Regions from separate parts of the Mus musculus genome. Here region 1 is linked to region 2. The links are chromatin contacts, called in public Hi-C maps. All regions are on one chromosome and are shown on one strand. The core of a region is the stretch at or near the end of the contact, and the rest is flanking DNA. Distances in the headings are between cores, read along the strand shown.

Region 1 (2,700 bases), core at 196-2,695, 66 kb before region 2:
TCTTGCTCCATACAACCCAGAAGGTGCCTTTTCATGACCAGGGACCCAGGCTGCAGTTTCGGACCCCTGAAAGGCCACATACGGAGACAGCATTGGTAGCAATTCATCTACCCTGGAAACCGCATCGTAGGAGGTAGGCTCTTAGGGTGTTTAATGGCCAAACACACATTAGCGCAGCGAGCAGATGTTAAGTCCATTAGTGACAAAGGGAGATCAGAGTGCCTGTGCTTCTAAAAGATGTCTTGAGTGGTCCTCCAGCCTCTAGCCTGCTCCTAGCATTTTTTTTTTTTTTCTGAGTCTGGGACCTGAGAGGTTGCTCACCATGGTAACCTGAGCAGAGAGCAGGATGTGCACACATCTGTCTGGGTAGTGCTTTCCAGACCTGTCCACATAGAGAGGACCCGTAATGTAGGTGAGATCAGAGCTGCTCTCCTCTGCCTTGCATCTTTTTCCAAGAGATGCCACCAACAGCTGCTAACATGGGCACCAACAGCTGCTAACATGGGCACAGAGAGGGGAAGATTCAGACTGCGTAGAAACAGCTTCCCCCAAAATGAAAATCCATGGGTCAGGGGAGGGGGCACCATCCGCACAGCTCTGAGGAAGCCATCATCCCGTGTAGCTGCTTTCAGGCCACCCACATTTCTATCTCTAGCCCCCTGCCTTGTTCTGTAAGTAACGTTAATAAACTCATTGGTCCCCTAGGGGAACCTTGGTGGATCTGGACCTTACTTAGGAGGAAGCAGGTAGATGTCGCCTGGCCTCGACCCAGGGTGAAAATTCTGTGCATATTCCAGTTTATAATCAGAGACTCGGTCACACAGCAGGCTTCCTAGCAGCGTCAGCTGTCAGCCAGGGGGCAGGGCCAAGCATTTCCTACTCATCTGAGTCCCTGGTGAGCTCTAAGGGCACCTCCTACCGACAATGGACTTCCTACGCTACTAACTTATTTTATTTGTCGATTGTGTGTCTATGTGGGTGTCTGTGCACTGTGAGTACAGATGCCCCTGGAGGTGCAGAAAAGAGCCTGGGGTCCTTTAGAGTTATAGGCAGCTGTGTGTCTCTGGACATAGGTCCTAGGAACCGTAATTGGGTCCTCTGCAAGACCAGCCTGTGCTCCTGACTCCTGAGCCACCTCTCTCCATGCAGGCTATTCTCTTGTCATTAAAACTCTACTCCGTACCCGGTACTAAGCTGCCTTCACTCTCCCCCTGCTTTTAAAATTGGGTGTCCACAAACCCGGGCCCTTCCCAGCTGTTTTCAAGAAGCTGCGCGTGAGGCTGGCTTCCTCTTACCTGCTCTGCCTCATGAACTTAATGTTTGTTGTTTTGCTTTTCTCCCCAGCTTTCTCTCAATGCTTGTTTTCCCTCCTGGGTTACACGCTTTGTTTATTTTCCAACTTCCTTGTTTAATGACAAAGTCCTGTAGCGATGGGGAAAGGGGTGTTGGTTTTGGTTAGTTCCCCAAGTTTCTCTGCCTGAGGTTCCAGCTCCCGCTACGCTCTGAACTGCTTATAACTGACATTCTCTTCCTTTGTTTGAGCTGAGCAATTAGGAAATACATTTCCAAGTGATTGGTTTTTGTTTACCTTGGGTGTGACATTTCTGTCTTCATTGCATTGTGGATGTTGTGGCCTGGCCAACAATGGCTTTTTAATGACCCGGGTGCTTCTGTGACCCAGAACCTATCAGTGCTCAAATCCAGGACACAGTGCTTTTTTTTTTTTCTTTTCCCAAAATGGAAATATTTATGTTTTAATTTTTAAAGTTGTTTTAAATGATTTATTTATTCAGCTTGTGGGTGCACAATGTGCCATGTAGCACATGTATGTGCGTGCATGCGCGTGGTGTGTGTGTGTGTGTGTGTGTGTGTGTGTGTGTGTGTGTGTGTATGTGTGAAGCCGCTGTGCTTCACCCACCAAGTGAGGCCTGGAGATCAAAGTCAGGATGACAGAGCTTGGTGCCGGGTACCTTTGTAGGATGAGCTGTCAAACGTCACAAGAGGCTTGTTTTTAAATGTCAATCCCGATTTTTGTCTTCAGTTATGTTCTCCGCTTCTCTGTCTTCCTCCTCTGCCATAGCACATGGAATTGGTTTTCCCAGGTACTGCCGGAACTCAGGTTGCTTTGTTGTTGTTGTTTCTGTGGTGTTGGGGCTTGAGCTGAGCACACTGTGCTTTCATGGCAAGAGGTCACCACTGAACTACCCTGCTAGCCCCTCTTGGCTCTCTTTTACAGTAGATTATTCTCACAAATACATTTAGTTGTGGCACAGAAATAGAACTGGTAGTACTCAAAAGTCTGAAGTTTGGGAACACCGATAATGAAGGAGTTATGGCAGCATCAAAGACTAAACCAGGAGCTTCGCGCTGACACGGGTACCCAGCGACCAGGAGGTCACTAGCTGGTAGGGGACCCTCGCGACTGACCTCAATTTGGGAAGCCCGCTGCTGCTACGCATCCATACACCACCAGAGGGCAGCACTTCCCCGGTCTCTACTATGGGCCGGAGATCAGCTCAATAGGGAGGAATTTATTCCTTGGGACTGAAGTCTGGGACACACTTCCCTCCAAAGTTATCTGGGCATTTGACAACTGGAGAGAGAGGGGGAAGAGGGGAGGGGGGGGGAAAGGGGGAGAGAGGGAGAGAGGGAGAAGAGATTTAAACCTACTCCATTAGTGTCTTAGAGGCTGTGGGTGGG
Region 2 (2,752 bases), core at 23-2,522:
AACTTCAAAGTCGCCCCCAGAGATAACACCTCCTCCAACAAGGCCACTCCTCCTAGTCCTTTCCAAAACAACCTATGGGGGCCATTCTCGAGATTCTCATTCAAACCACCTAGGCAACCCCATAGATCAACAGTAGGAGACAGCTGAAGAATCCCAGAGAGCAAAGAAGACAGTACAAAGACAGGATAATGTTTGCAAACCTTGGTCACTGGCAGATTTCAGAGAGCCACCAAGGGCTAAAGCATTGTGGGTCCTGACATCAACACTCAGAAGCCCTAAGAGGAGCTGTGAGTGCTGGCATTCTGTGACCAGAAGAATAAGTTCCTGCCTGAGCAGGAAGCCACAGGCTGGGGGTCCTGGAGCTACTACCAGTCTCCAGGTCTGAAGGCTCACAGCCTGGATCCCCAGGGTTTGGAAGCTCAGCTCAGCAGTCTTTGGAACTCGGGGCCACCAACCCGAAGGGACTTTCTCTGTGCTTACCAGTGATTCCTTTCTGGGCAGAGTGAAAAGAACCTGCAGCTAGCTAGCTGTGGCAAAAAGAAAAACTCCAGTGTGGAAATCTCTAGGGCAAAAGCCTGCTGTTTATTGACGCAGGATGCTTACCACATCCAGAACTTTATAATCTCGGCAGCTCTATTAAAAACATACAACGAAATGTGAAATGGATTTTAGCACCACATTCTATTTATTGCAACACACTTAAAATATCCTCATTTCAGCATGCAATCCGAGTAGAAATTTATTAATGAGATCTTTTCTGCTCTTGTCTTTTGGTAGTGTCTGAGACGACTCCTGTATATTTTACCCCGATGCTGCCCACAGTCGGAGTGTTTAAAAATGAGTGGTTGTCACCTTTGACAGCACTGCTCTGTGGTCTGAACCTGGGTTCCACTAAGACCCAGTGACATGATCTGGGGAGTGAGTCCCGCTGACAACGCTTGTCCCCTCCCTCATCACGTAGGCGTGGGAGATGTGCAGGTTCTGGTTCCACTCTGCAGAGTGGCCCCAGCCGGTCTCCCGGAAGAGATCCTGCCCTTTCACTCAGGCAGGGATGGCTGCACAGCTTCTAACCTGGTCTAGGAGTGTCAGTGAGCGTCACTAGGTTCCTGGTAGGGAGAGCTGGCAGCCTGTCCCTTTTCTTCCATCTCACAGAGTTGTCTGAAATCACTCAGAAGCCAGGGCAGGCTGAGATGGGGTAGCATCGTGCTTCCCTAGGGAATGCAGGAGAGGCAGACACCGTAATGGGGTCAGTGAATTCATTCTGCCTGATTCTGGCATCAGTTGCTGAGGTCAGAGTTCACTGGCAGTGGGCAGATGACTCAGATCCTACCCTCTTCCAGCTATGACAGCGTCTGCTAATCAGCTGCCACTATCTTCTCTTCAAGGCTAATGATGAGGTAATGAGTCTGCTAGAAAAGTGGGTCAGAGGCCCATTAACTCTTGCTCACCTGTGGCTGCAAGCCTGCTTCACCAGATGGCTTCCAGTACAGCGGAGAGCTGGAAGGTGGGACCCTTTGAGAAATGGGTTGGAAGACCCAGCCTTGCAACTCTGAGAATTTAGGGTATAGAGGTGAAACTGGAGCGCCCCCTCCAACTTCCTGGACGTTTGTCTCTTACTCTGGCCCTTGGGTAGGCGGCCAGGTGTCAGCCATATAGTTAGTACACTAGATATGACTTCATTTAATCTTCTGGACATCCCCATGGTGGAGGCTGTGCTGTGACTGCCCCATTTTACAGATAAGGACACTGAGGCTGGGCAAGGAGAAGGAGCCCACTCCGAGGGCGTCTAATGTTTGCACCGTGCAGACCGTAGCCCTTTTGTAAAGGTGGTTACACTTCTCCCTTCCAGATTTTATCTGCATGGTTAAGGGGTCAGAGTGAGGGGGTCAGAAGTAAGGTCATTTAAACCTTTGTACATCCTGTTACATAGTCACTTCTCTGATGGTGGCAAACCCCTTTCTCTCTCCTCATAGACACACAGCTGGGGTCCAGGGGTACTCCAAGGAGTAGGGTGAGCAGGAGGCATCCGCATGCTTAGGAGAAACTGAGGTGTTTTGTGTAAGAATTCTGTGGGTGAAGACATAACATAAAAACAGGCAGCTGAGTGACAGTGGCATTCTTTCTCATGCTACCTAGCTGTGCTCCTATTCTGTTCCCCTGGCCTCACAGCATCTGTAGACAGGAGGGGACATTCAGGTGAGACCAGCCAGTGGCTCCTTAAGTTGTTCACCTTGACCCCGTCTTGTAACATCATACCCATTTTATGGATAGGGGAACTAAAACTCTGGGCTCTGCTGGCATCACCTGAAACCGCACAGAGGTGGATGGAGACCTAGAGATCCATTATCTTGGAGGTCTCCTGAGGAGTGTAATGCAGGCAGGCAGGCTGTGTGTTCACAGGAAAACAACCTGGCCAATGAGATGGGGGATTCTGGGATGCTGCTAACTGATTCCCTGGCTCCCTGACCATCAGGCCAGTCAGGGCATCTGTGAAACGTACATTGGTCAGAGGCTGCAAAAGCAAATGCCTACAAGGGACCCAGAAGACAAAATACAGACATGGCCTATTGATAGAGAAGACATATTGCGAGCAGCAGGGCCTGGACCCTGGAGAGAGGTTGTCCTGGCTAAGGGTCGGTCTGTGCCAGGTGTGTTGGTTACATATTGTGTCGCCATGGTTACATACACATCATCGTGAGCACAGCATCTGACACCTAACTTGAGGCAGGAAATGTTTATTTTGGCTCCTGTT

What was found. Hi-C and Micro-C count contacts between places; a contact is called where the count stands out from the background.
Region 1: a Hi-C map of the N1E-115 cell line shows a contact between it and region 2, with 5 times the contacts expected there. The contact joins two enhancer-like sites. A contact is called at or near these places in 1 of 15 datasets of contacts at CTCF or cohesin (CD8 T cells), 17 of 484 Hi-C or Micro-C datasets (CD8 T cells, the N1E-115 cell line, bone marrow-derived DN3 thymocytes and 11 more), 3 of 115 datasets of contacts at active chromatin or transcription factors (CD8 T cells, embryonic stem cells and regulatory T cells) and 1 of 9 other capture datasets (embryonic tail).

Annotation. Positions count from the first base shown.
Region 1 is chr2:163,099,261-163,101,960 of GRCm38.p6, forward strand. No RefSeq gene overlaps it. Among named protein-coding and RNA genes, the nearest start is that of Gtsf1l, 11 kb to the left of the region's middle. Within about 2 kb of position 1,446, at least 21 of the 459 cell types and tissues checked have an H3K27ac peak or open chromatin away from gene starts, as enhancers often do. A contact at or near this core is called in the N1E-115 cell line and liver, where this site is marked.
Region 2 is chr2:163,165,274-163,168,025 of GRCm38.p6, forward strand. No RefSeq gene overlaps it. Among named protein-coding and RNA genes, the nearest start is that of Tox2, 36 kb to the right of the region's middle. Within about 2 kb of position 1,273, at least 28 of the 459 cell types and tissues checked have an H3K27ac peak or open chromatin away from gene starts, as enhancers often do. A contact at or near this core is called in the N1E-115 cell line and liver, where this site is marked.